Linked DNA regions of Mus musculus: region 1 is linked to region 2. A link is a contact called in public promoter capture Hi-C data. All regions are on one chromosome and are shown on one strand. The core of a region is the stretch at or near the end of the contact, and the rest is flanking DNA. Distances in the headings are between cores, read along the strand shown. Region 1 holds the start of D930028M14Rik (RIKEN cDNA D930028M14 gene). Region 2 holds the start of Cxcl17 (chemokine (C-X-C motif) ligand 17).

Region 1 (4,775 bases), core at 2,016-4,515, 260 kb after region 2:
TCTCCGGGCAGGGCGGGTAGAAACAGCTGTAGTTTGGGAGTATCTCTTACCCACAGGGTGGGGCTTACAGATGTGGGGGAGGGGAGAAATAGAAAGCTCACCTTTATCAGGCTAGGATCCGTGAGTCCCTGGAATCCTGGACAGTCCCACAGCAAATTAAGGCAGGCTGAGAATTCAGAGCTCTGATCCGCAACATAGGCGGACCTCAGAGTAACCCTGGGAGCTTGGAGCGAGGCCTGCTGGGAATCCCACCGAGTGCAGAGGTCTGTGCCGCTCACCAGGCCCACAGGTCTCCTGCTCCTGGCCTCCCATAGTCCTCTGCTTCTCTCCGTGCTTCCCACAGGCATTCAGCTCTGTCCATCTCTCCATCCCTTCCTGAGTGTTTCCTCTTTCTTTGAGTCTGGAGGTGTGTAAATAGAGTTTTAGCTTCTGGCCTCAGAGCTGATCACATGAAAATGTGGGGGCCTGGCAAGGGCCAGGGTGGCAAGAAAAGAGGTATGGGGTGGGGTGGGGACAAGAACTGGAGGTAGCCTCTTTTTCCCCCAGCAAAGGGGAGGGCTAGGGAGTGCATTCCTTTTGAGGTACCTGGCCAACAGGAGGTCCAGAGGGGTCACCATCTGACTTTGGAGGAATATTGGGGAGCTCTTGAGAAGAGCAAAAGAGAAGGGAGGCAGTAGAAATGGGGTAGGGCACAGGAAAGCAGATAGAGGCAAGTAGGAAGGGCAGGAAGTGTACCCCCCAAGCCGGAGTGCATGAAGACACCCCATAGGTGGTAGGACAAGGCCACTCACTGGCTTGGTGCCAAGGAGGAAAGATAGGAGCTAAGGGCACTAGGCAGGCAGGGCACAGCTGTGAGACAGAAAGGAAGGGCCTTGCAGGGGTTCTTGTGTCCTCTCTGGGCATCCAGCGTGAGTAATGTGGTATATGGCACACGTAGGTGACACTAACTGGCTGGTGTTGGCAGCGAGGATGTACTGTGCCCAGCTCTCTTGTCTGACAGCTGAGAGCATCTGTCCCCTCCTCATTCTGGCTCTGGGGGACCAAGGGCTATGGGGATGGCTTGGCCACACCTGACTTCTGGCCTGGGGGTGGGGAGGAAGCCTACCTAGCGTGTATATGTGTGTGTATGTGTGTGTGCGCGCGCGCGCGCGCGCGGGTGCTCTTGTCAGGAGAAGGCTTTGAACTCTCTTCAGCGCTTTCTGTCTTTGCTGGCTTGGGTTTCTCACTACATCACCAGTGTCCGTCCACCTCTGTCTGTGCGTCTGTCTTTCATCTGTCCCTGTCAGATCTCATTCTTACTCTTTGTGTTTCTCCCTGTCTGTGTTTTCTGGCTGACCCTGGCTGGGGTTCCCCACATGTCTTCTCCCCCAACCCTCACACTGTCCCCTGTCCTCTTTCTTCATTCCTGTGTCCCCTGCTCTCTTTTACTGTGCTTCTCTGGCTGGTCTCTCTACTTGGCCTTCCATGGCTCTCCCCTGCTGCCTCTGTCTCCTGGATCTATGTTTCTGTCCATCCACATCTCTCGGTTTCTGCCCCGAGTAGCTCTAGCTGTCCTTCCTTCTCTCCCTCTGTCTTTTTCTTCATCCCTGTCTCTCCAGGTCTTTGGCTGACCATCCCTGCTTCTGTGTGTGTGTCTCCCTCCCCCTCCCTTCCCCCCACTATATTTTTTTTCTGTTTCTAACACCCACACTCACATCCTACCTCAGGAGTAATTGCTTTTGTCTGGGTTGGACTGGACTTGTGGTGGGGGGAGGGTGGGGGGAGCGGGTGGCGCTGGGGGGGTTGGGAGGGACGGAGGTCGCTTGGTGGAGTTGAGGTAGTGTCCACCAAAGCAGAGGGTGCTGAAGAACAGAGGCGCACCCCACCCAAGGTGGGAGAAGGAAGGGAGGGAGACTGAGCCCATCCTGGCAGGGCTCTGGGGCCTCTGGCAGGGGAAGAAAGAAGGCAGACTGGCCCTTATATTCTATGTGGAGATGATGTAGCCATAAACCACACTAGCCAGTGTCTCGGTGGCAGCCTCTGTTGCTCCACCCCCTCCCCCACTCAGACTCAGGGATGTGACCTCTGCCCCCTTCACGTACACTGAGTCACCGTGACACACACTGGGACACACCCAGAGCCTCCATCCCACTGATGAGAGAGCACTTGACCATCAGCACACAGGGTCATCTGGAGCAGGTAGACACAGAGTGAACCCACCGGAGTCTCTACCACTCATATAGAGCCTTCGATGCACATAGAGAGGACCAAACAGGCTCTGAAGCCCAAGGACAGCCCCCCACCCCACCCCCCCGCACGACACAGACACAGGGACACATACAGACTCACTCCAAAACACCCACACTCAGACACACTCCACCAGAGGCGTGGACATGTCACCACAATCCGGTTCACTAGGGACACTTAGCCACCACCCTTCCTAGGGACAGAGAGAGTATCATCTTGAGATTCATCCACATCCCCGCAAGGGCCACACGGGCATTTGAGGACACCCAGTAATCATGGAGACACCATGGCCATATATGCACAAGCCCCAGCATCCCCAGGACAACCCCCACAGGCTCATAGTCACACACAGACATGGCTCGAGGGTCAGGGCGGTCAGGAGACAATTCTGGAGTCCCCTAACACAGCTTAAGGACCTGTGTACACCTTCCATGGGTGGCATCCATTCGGACTCCACAGCCCCTTGGTTGAGACATCCTGTCTACCTCCCTAAGAAAGCCCACCCACACCCCAGCTCATTCAACCCAGGCTCTGGGGTGAGGCCAAGGTCCTGAAGGTAGACACCAGGCTTGCCCAGGGTGCCCCCTCTTGCTTCTGTCCATTCGCCCTTCCAAATCCAGTATCCAGGCCTTTCTTCCCTTCTCCCACAGGCTCAGAACAGCATTTCCCCATCCCCCTGCCTAGCCAGGAACCCTGCCCACCACCCAAGGCTTCATCCCTCACCCTCAGCTACCCTCAAAGGGCCCCATCCCTCTGAGGGGGGTGCTCCCTTTCCTCCTAAACAGCTGTTCCTCAGTTTACCCAGCCACCTCGCCTGCAGATGTGAGCCCCCCACACCCATCTGCTTCCCTGCCCACCCCCATACTCACCCCCTCTCCTGGCTCTCCAAGCTCTCAGCCCCCCTAAACTCTCCTGCAGTAGGGGAGTATGGGGTGATGGCTGGCCCCCCCCAGAGGTAGGGGTAAGGGGTACATGGGGTGGGGGCTTGGGTGCGGCTCCGGGAAAGAAAGGAAGAGAAGCAAGGGAGAGAGAGGCAGAGGCAGGCAGCCAGCCAGCCGGCTTTATATCCCTGCTGTATTGATCCACCATGTCACAGCCTGGTCGGTCGATAGCGGCGAGAAAGAGAGAGAGAAGGGAGGGGAGGTTTGGGGGAGGGCAGCTGGGACCCCTTAGTCCTGGGTACATCTAGGGTCTCCTGGACAAGCTGTGGAAGCATATTTGAGCCCCCCCCCAGAAAAGGGGTATGCCCTGCCCCCCACTTCCTTTTGGCTGCGGCCCTTATTCTCTCCAAGAGCCCCCTCAGCCTTGGCAGGAGAGCGTAGCCCCCCCAGGCTTTGAACATTTCTTTTTTGTTTCTCCAGTGGCTTTTTATTCCATAGTCAGGATGGCTGCCAGCCATGGCTCCTCTTTGCCAGCTACTGTCAGGCTGGGCAGGTGTCATGTGTGGGCAGTCCAGGCTGTGGGTCCACCTTTGCTATGTGGCAGTGAGCGGGAGAGAACCCTCTCTGAAGGTCTCTTTCCAGGTACTGGGGTGGGGGTAGGTTACCCTGTCCTTTCCAGTTGACTCTCACCACAGACCCAGGCCAGAGACAGCATGCTAAGGTCTTTTGGTCCCTCAACCTCCGTGGCTGGCCTGGAATACAGAGATCAACCCCTCTAGCCCCTCAGCCTCCCCCCCCCCCTTCTTCCAGCAGCCTTCTGTTACCTGCCCCCTCCATGGGCCAGCCCTGACCCGGAAGAGAAAGGACTGGGAGAGAGGGGCTCTTTCCCTTGCTAGGCTAAGAAGCTGAAGGTCAAAGTGGGGCAACATTCTCCCTGTGACTTTGTTGCCCCTTCTTTGGGCCTCAGTTTCCCCCTCAACCCCAACCGAATCCTGCCTCAGCTCTGAGATCCAGAGGGATTGTTGCAGATGGGAGGCGGGGCTGACGGGAGGGGAAAAGCAAGAACCGGGAGGGAGGGTGCCTGAGGGAGGGTGCCTGCTGTCCCTCCCCAAGTCAAAATAGTGGGTCCCAGGTGCTTCCCTGCCAGCCCCCAACTCCCTGGGGCTCCCATTCTTTGTCTTCGAAGACCCGTCCTCCCCTCCCAGCCTGGAGAGGTTGAGGAATCACCTTAGCCTTGACCCGAGAGGGCGGGCAGAGGAGGGGCAGGCAGCCCTCACCCTGCCTCCTGCCCATGGCCATCCACAGCCCCTCTCTGGCTTCCCTCTGACTACCAGGCAGCCCCCTCCCACCCCCAGCGATGGTCTGCTGTTCCCTTTGTTAGGAAGGGGGAGGGGAAAGAGATGAGCTGAGGGGCCGTGGCCTGACCCTCGACCTCTCCCCCTGCCTCCTCCCATCTGAGTCCTCAGGGGCTCAGAGCCCCCTTGACGGACAGTTCTGACCATCAGCCAAATGGCTCCATGAGGAAGCAAGGGGCCAGGTAGGGGGGAGAGGAAGAGGGTCTGCCCAGGGCTGCGAGCCCACCATAGTGTGGGTGTGGGGGGCACTCCTAAGTCAGAAGGAAGACCTTAAGGGTGATAGGAGAGGAGGATGAGAGTCTGGACGTGGGGC
Region 2 (4,688 bases), core at 999-3,498:
AGGATTGAGGGACCTGAAGGGTCTAGGAAGACCAACAGAGTCAACTAACCTGGGCCCTTGGAGGTTCCTAGAGACTGAAGCACCAACCAAAGAACAAGCATAGGTTGGACGTAGGCCCCCAGCACATACGTAGTAGATGTGCAGTTTGGTCTGTATGCAAGCCCTCCCCCAATAACTGAAGTGGGGGCTGACCCTGAATCTGTTGCCTGCCTGTGGATCTCACTCCCTTAACTGAACTATCTTGTCTGGTCTCAGTGGGAAAGGATGAGCCTAGTCCTGCAGTGACTTGATGTGCCAGGGTGAGGTGATACCCAGGAGAATCCTCCCCCTTCTCAGAGGAGAAGGGAAAGGGAGAGTGGGGGGAAGGGGCTGTGTGAGGGGGTCCTGGAGGATAGGGCTGCAATAAGATATAAAGTAAATAAATTAATAAATAATGAAAATTTTGTTTATCAATTCACTTCTTTTGAAGGAATAATTCATATATCCTCTCATTCCTGGAGGCTTCTAGAAAAGACTTCCTTATTCATTGTCCCTTTGGCTCCAACAAATGTCACCCAATATTTAAGTTCATCAATCCCTATTGCTTTGGCAGTCTTAAAGTCCCTCAAATAGACACCAAATTCAGTGCTGATGTTCCAAGATTGTTATAATTTAGATCTTCAGTGCTTCCCAAAGGCCCATGAGGTAAAGGCTGGGTAGCCAGTCTGTGGGAGATCAGAAGAACCTTTAGGAGACAGAGTTCAGTAGAAAACAGTTATGTCATGGTGGCGTATACACCCTTAAATGAACTATTAGGTTTATGGTTCTTGCTATCTTCTTTGCTTCCTAGATGCGAGAAGTGAGCAGTTTCCTCCACTATGCACTCTCTCCATGATGTATCTCAGCACAGGCTCAAAAATGACAGGGCAGACAGGCCATGAAATAACACCTCTAAGAGTGCAAGTTTCAGAAATAAACGCTCCCCTCCCTCGTGAGCTGGCTGGCACAATCGTCTTTAATGTTGACTGTGGGCATTATCAGCTTTCTCCTTTTGCCTTGAACCAAGAACTCCACCAACCTGGACCAACACAGTTCAAGAATCCCTTTTTGCCTATAGTTCATATATTCCTGGACCTGAAGCTCTGGTGATCTTACACACACATACACACACACACACACACACACACACACACACACACACACCGTGTCCTGTAAATTGGAGCAACTAAACCATAGCCAACTTCCTGATGAACAAGAGGAGGCTTTGTTTTCCCCACTGCTCCAGGAAAGAGTTTGGAGGCAAAGATAACTGACTCTGATTTTATTTGTGCATTGTTGCTGGTTTGTTTTTATTTGCTATTTATGGTGCTGAGAATCAAACCTGGAGCCTTGTGCATGCTAGTCAAGCATCTTATCTCTAAGCTACATCCCTAGCCCTTCGTTCTTCATTACAGTTATTTAAGGATGAGGGGAGTGTGCATGCACCAAATGACTATAGCAGTCAAAGGACAATGCACTGATTTCTCTACTTCCTGTGAACAGTGGGGATTGAAGTTAGATCATCAGCTCACTCGCCAGGCAGCCACTAGCCCTTCATTTTTGTTTTTCTTTCTTTGTTAAGAGAGAGAGAGAGAGAATTGAAGAGGAGAGGAAAGGAAGGGAGGGGAGGGGAGGGGAGGGGAGGGGAGGGGAGGGGAGGGGAGGGGAGGGGAGGGGAGGGGAGGGGAGGGGAGGGGAAACTCAAAGCCCTCTTCAGCCTCCAGTGCTGGCACACACCAGCACACCCAAAGTGAACGTCTTCTTAACTGAACTCTGCTTCCCTTGTGAGTGGCTAGGGAACTGGATGAATCTGTCAACAGTGCGAGGACAGGACAACTGTCCAGGCAGTAGCACTTCCATCTACTGTGCTGGCAATCACAAATGGGTGGAGAGAGGAAGCGCAGCTGTCAGCCTCTCTTTGTCAGCCTGCAGTGCCTCGGTTTTGCTCTAAACAGCCAAAAGGTACACGGAAATTCAAGTGAGAAAAAAGCTTAGAGAATGAAACCCCCCACAGTGGGGGAGGAGTCAAGCATACATACACACACACACACACACACACACACACACACACACATGCCAAGGTGTCAGTCATTTGTTCCTTTCTCTGGAGTGTGGTTTCTTTTGTTTGGCCAGTTTTACCTCCCACATTCCCGTAAAGACCTGGTCCAATCTGGTACTAAACTGACCAGCACCGCCTTCCTGCTCTTGATTTCCCAAGGGTGTTCTTGTGTAGGATTAAATTGTAGACACTACTCCACCTGAGCAGTTACAAGAAATCAGAAGCCTCTAACTGGTGACAATCCACACAGCCTTTAAGAACCAACAGACAGCCACAATGAAGCTTCTAGCCTCTCCCTTCCTTCTGTTGCTTCCAGTGATGCTCATGTCCATGGTCTTCAGCAGCCCGAACCCAGGTAAATACAATGAAATGATATTCTCTCTTCTCCTTCTCTCCCTCCCTTCCTCTTTATTTTGTCCGTCCTCCTCCCTTCTATTTTTCTCTCCCTTGAGACAGGCTCTTGATATGTAGTCAGGCTGACCGAAAACTTGGACTCTTCCGACCACAGTATCCTGGGTCCCAGTATTATAGGTGTGCCACCATGCCTGGCTCAAGATTAATTTCTACTTCACCAGAACCATGTGCACACCAAAGATTAATTTGATTTTGTGGGGAAGAAATGGGGTAGAAAACATGGCAAACCCAACAACAAGTGCATTAAAATACTCTTTTAGCAACAAGTTGGGGTAATTAAGTTAGTCTTTCTCAGTACCAGAATCCTCATTAGCAAAAAGAAAGGACCCTCTTTATCCCAAAGGACTCTGTAAACTTTAAGGCACATTCCCAACATGTCTGCAACTGTAGCTGGCAGCATACACACAAGTGTACACACAGCCCAGCCAAGATCCACTTCCCAGACCTTCCCAACCTCTCCTGGAAAAGTCACAGATTTTCTCAGGGCTCAACTGGGGGTGGGAGGCTTGTGGTGGAAGGCAAAGAAATGAGGAGTCCTATAACTTTAGAGTATGCCAAGTAAGCTCGTGATGATACAAACCAGGTCAGTCCTATTAGCAGGCAGTAGTCATGCAGACATTTTAGTCATCCCGGGCTTGGTTGAATGGTCTGTCCCTTTTGAAGCAGACTCGGTAGAGGTTCTGAATCTGTTCTAGTCTTCACCACAGCCAGTGTTTCCCAGCTCTTCACAGAGCCACCACACAGAAGCAAGATCATCTCTATCCATGTACCTTTCTCCTGTGGGTGAGGTACTCTGTGGCATACTCAGCATCATGTGATCCTAAATCCAGGATCACCTGCCTCTGGCAATGTCCAACTTCTTTCCTTTGTAGGGAAAGTTCTCTGAGTTCTTCAGTCCTGGGGCCCATAGTGGCCACTCTGGAAGGGAAGGCTTCTCTATCACTATATGGGCACCAGGGCTAGAGTCCTCCCCATGAACTCAAAGCTCTAGTCACAACACACCTTTCCAGTCCACTTTCTTTCATTCACAAAGATGCACTTATGCTCCAACCATACTAGGCTGCTGATCCCCAACAGGTCCTGTGTTTTCAAACCAGCTCAACTTTACTCACACATCTAATTCAAAGGCTAACACCTTTCCACTCCTCTGCTCTCCACGCTGACTATGCACAGCTCAGTCAGGACTCTTTGTACATCATGGTCTGTCTCACACTGGGGGCACCTCTTCTACCTCTCCTGCCCTGCAGACTGTAACCTTAACCACCTTGGGGGTACAAACTGATGCATTGTTCCCATAATCTTCACACTATCCCACATAACAATCAATATTAGCTAAGGGCTCAGGTTTCTAAGTTCAAAATGATTCACTTCTATGACTCATATGCCAAGGTATGATAGTGTTGGTTTTTTCTTGTTGTTGCTAGTGTGTGTGTATGGGGGAGGGGGGTGCCCATGCATGCTAACCAAGCAGTGTGTCACTGAATTACAGCCATGCCTCTATTTTTTGTTTGTTTGTTTTTCTGAGAAAATCTTTGACTTTTCCAGGAGAGGTTGGGAAGGTCTGGGAAGTGGATCTTGGCTGGGCTGTGTGTACACTTGTGTGTATGTTGCCAGCTACACTTGCAGACACACAAGGTCTTTCTGTGTAGCCCTGGCTGTCCTGGAACTTGCTCTGTAGACCAGGTTGGCACTGAATTCAGATGTATCCACCTGCTTCTGCCTCCCGAGTGCTGGGACTGAAGGTGTGCACGGCCACCATGCCCACCTGCCTGCCCCTATTTTGGTTGATGCATGACCTTTATTATTTCCCAGACTTCCCTGAACTTGTGATCTTCTTGCTTCCACCTCCCAAATAGCTGGGATTACAGGACCAAGTTTACTACTTCAGTGTGGTGGTGAACAATGCTTTGCTGTGTGGGCCTCTATCCACTAATCACCAATAGTAAATAAACCTCCAGTTAAGAAAGCTAAAAAATCACTGATAAGTGGATTTTAGCCCAGAAACTTAGGATACCCAAGATATAAGATACAACTTGCCAAACGCATGAAATTCAAGAAGAACGAAGACCAAAGTGTGGACACTTTACCCTTTCTTAGAAATGGGAACAAAACACCCATGGAAGGAGTTACAGAGACAAAATTTGGAGTTGTGATGAAAGGATGGACCATCTAGTGATTGCCATGTGCAGGGATCCAT

Evidence for each region. Promoter capture Hi-C pulls out the DNA fragments that hold promoters and counts their contacts.
Region 1: a contact with region 2 is called in a promoter capture Hi-C map of stem cell-derived epiblast-like cells, with 6 times the contacts expected there. The contact joins the promoter of D930028M14Rik here to the promoter of Cxcl17 in region 2. A contact is called at or near these places in 11 of 39 promoter capture datasets (the 3T3-L1 cell line, the C10 cell line, the HPC-7 cell line and 6 more), 2 of 115 datasets of contacts at active chromatin or transcription factors (embryonic stem cells and pancreatic cancer cells) and 1 of 9 other capture datasets (embryonic stem cells).

The regions. Positions count from the first base shown.
Region 1 is chr7:25,150,947-25,155,721 of GRCm38.p6, reverse strand. It overlaps D930028M14Rik (RIKEN cDNA D930028M14 gene), which reads right to left and starts at 3,265. Exons shown (of 3, transcript NR_045847.1): 1 at 3,096-3,265; 2 at 102-400. It also overlaps a transcript of Pou2f2 not described here.
Region 2 is chr7:25,410,446-25,415,133 of GRCm38.p6, reverse strand. It overlaps Cxcl17 (chemokine (C-X-C motif) ligand 17), which reads left to right and starts at 2,248. Exons shown (of 4, transcript NM_153576.2): 1 at 2,248-2,432. The coding sequence starts at 2,354. All of the region lies in intron 3 of 4732471J01Rik (RIKEN cDNA 4732471J01 gene), which reads right to left.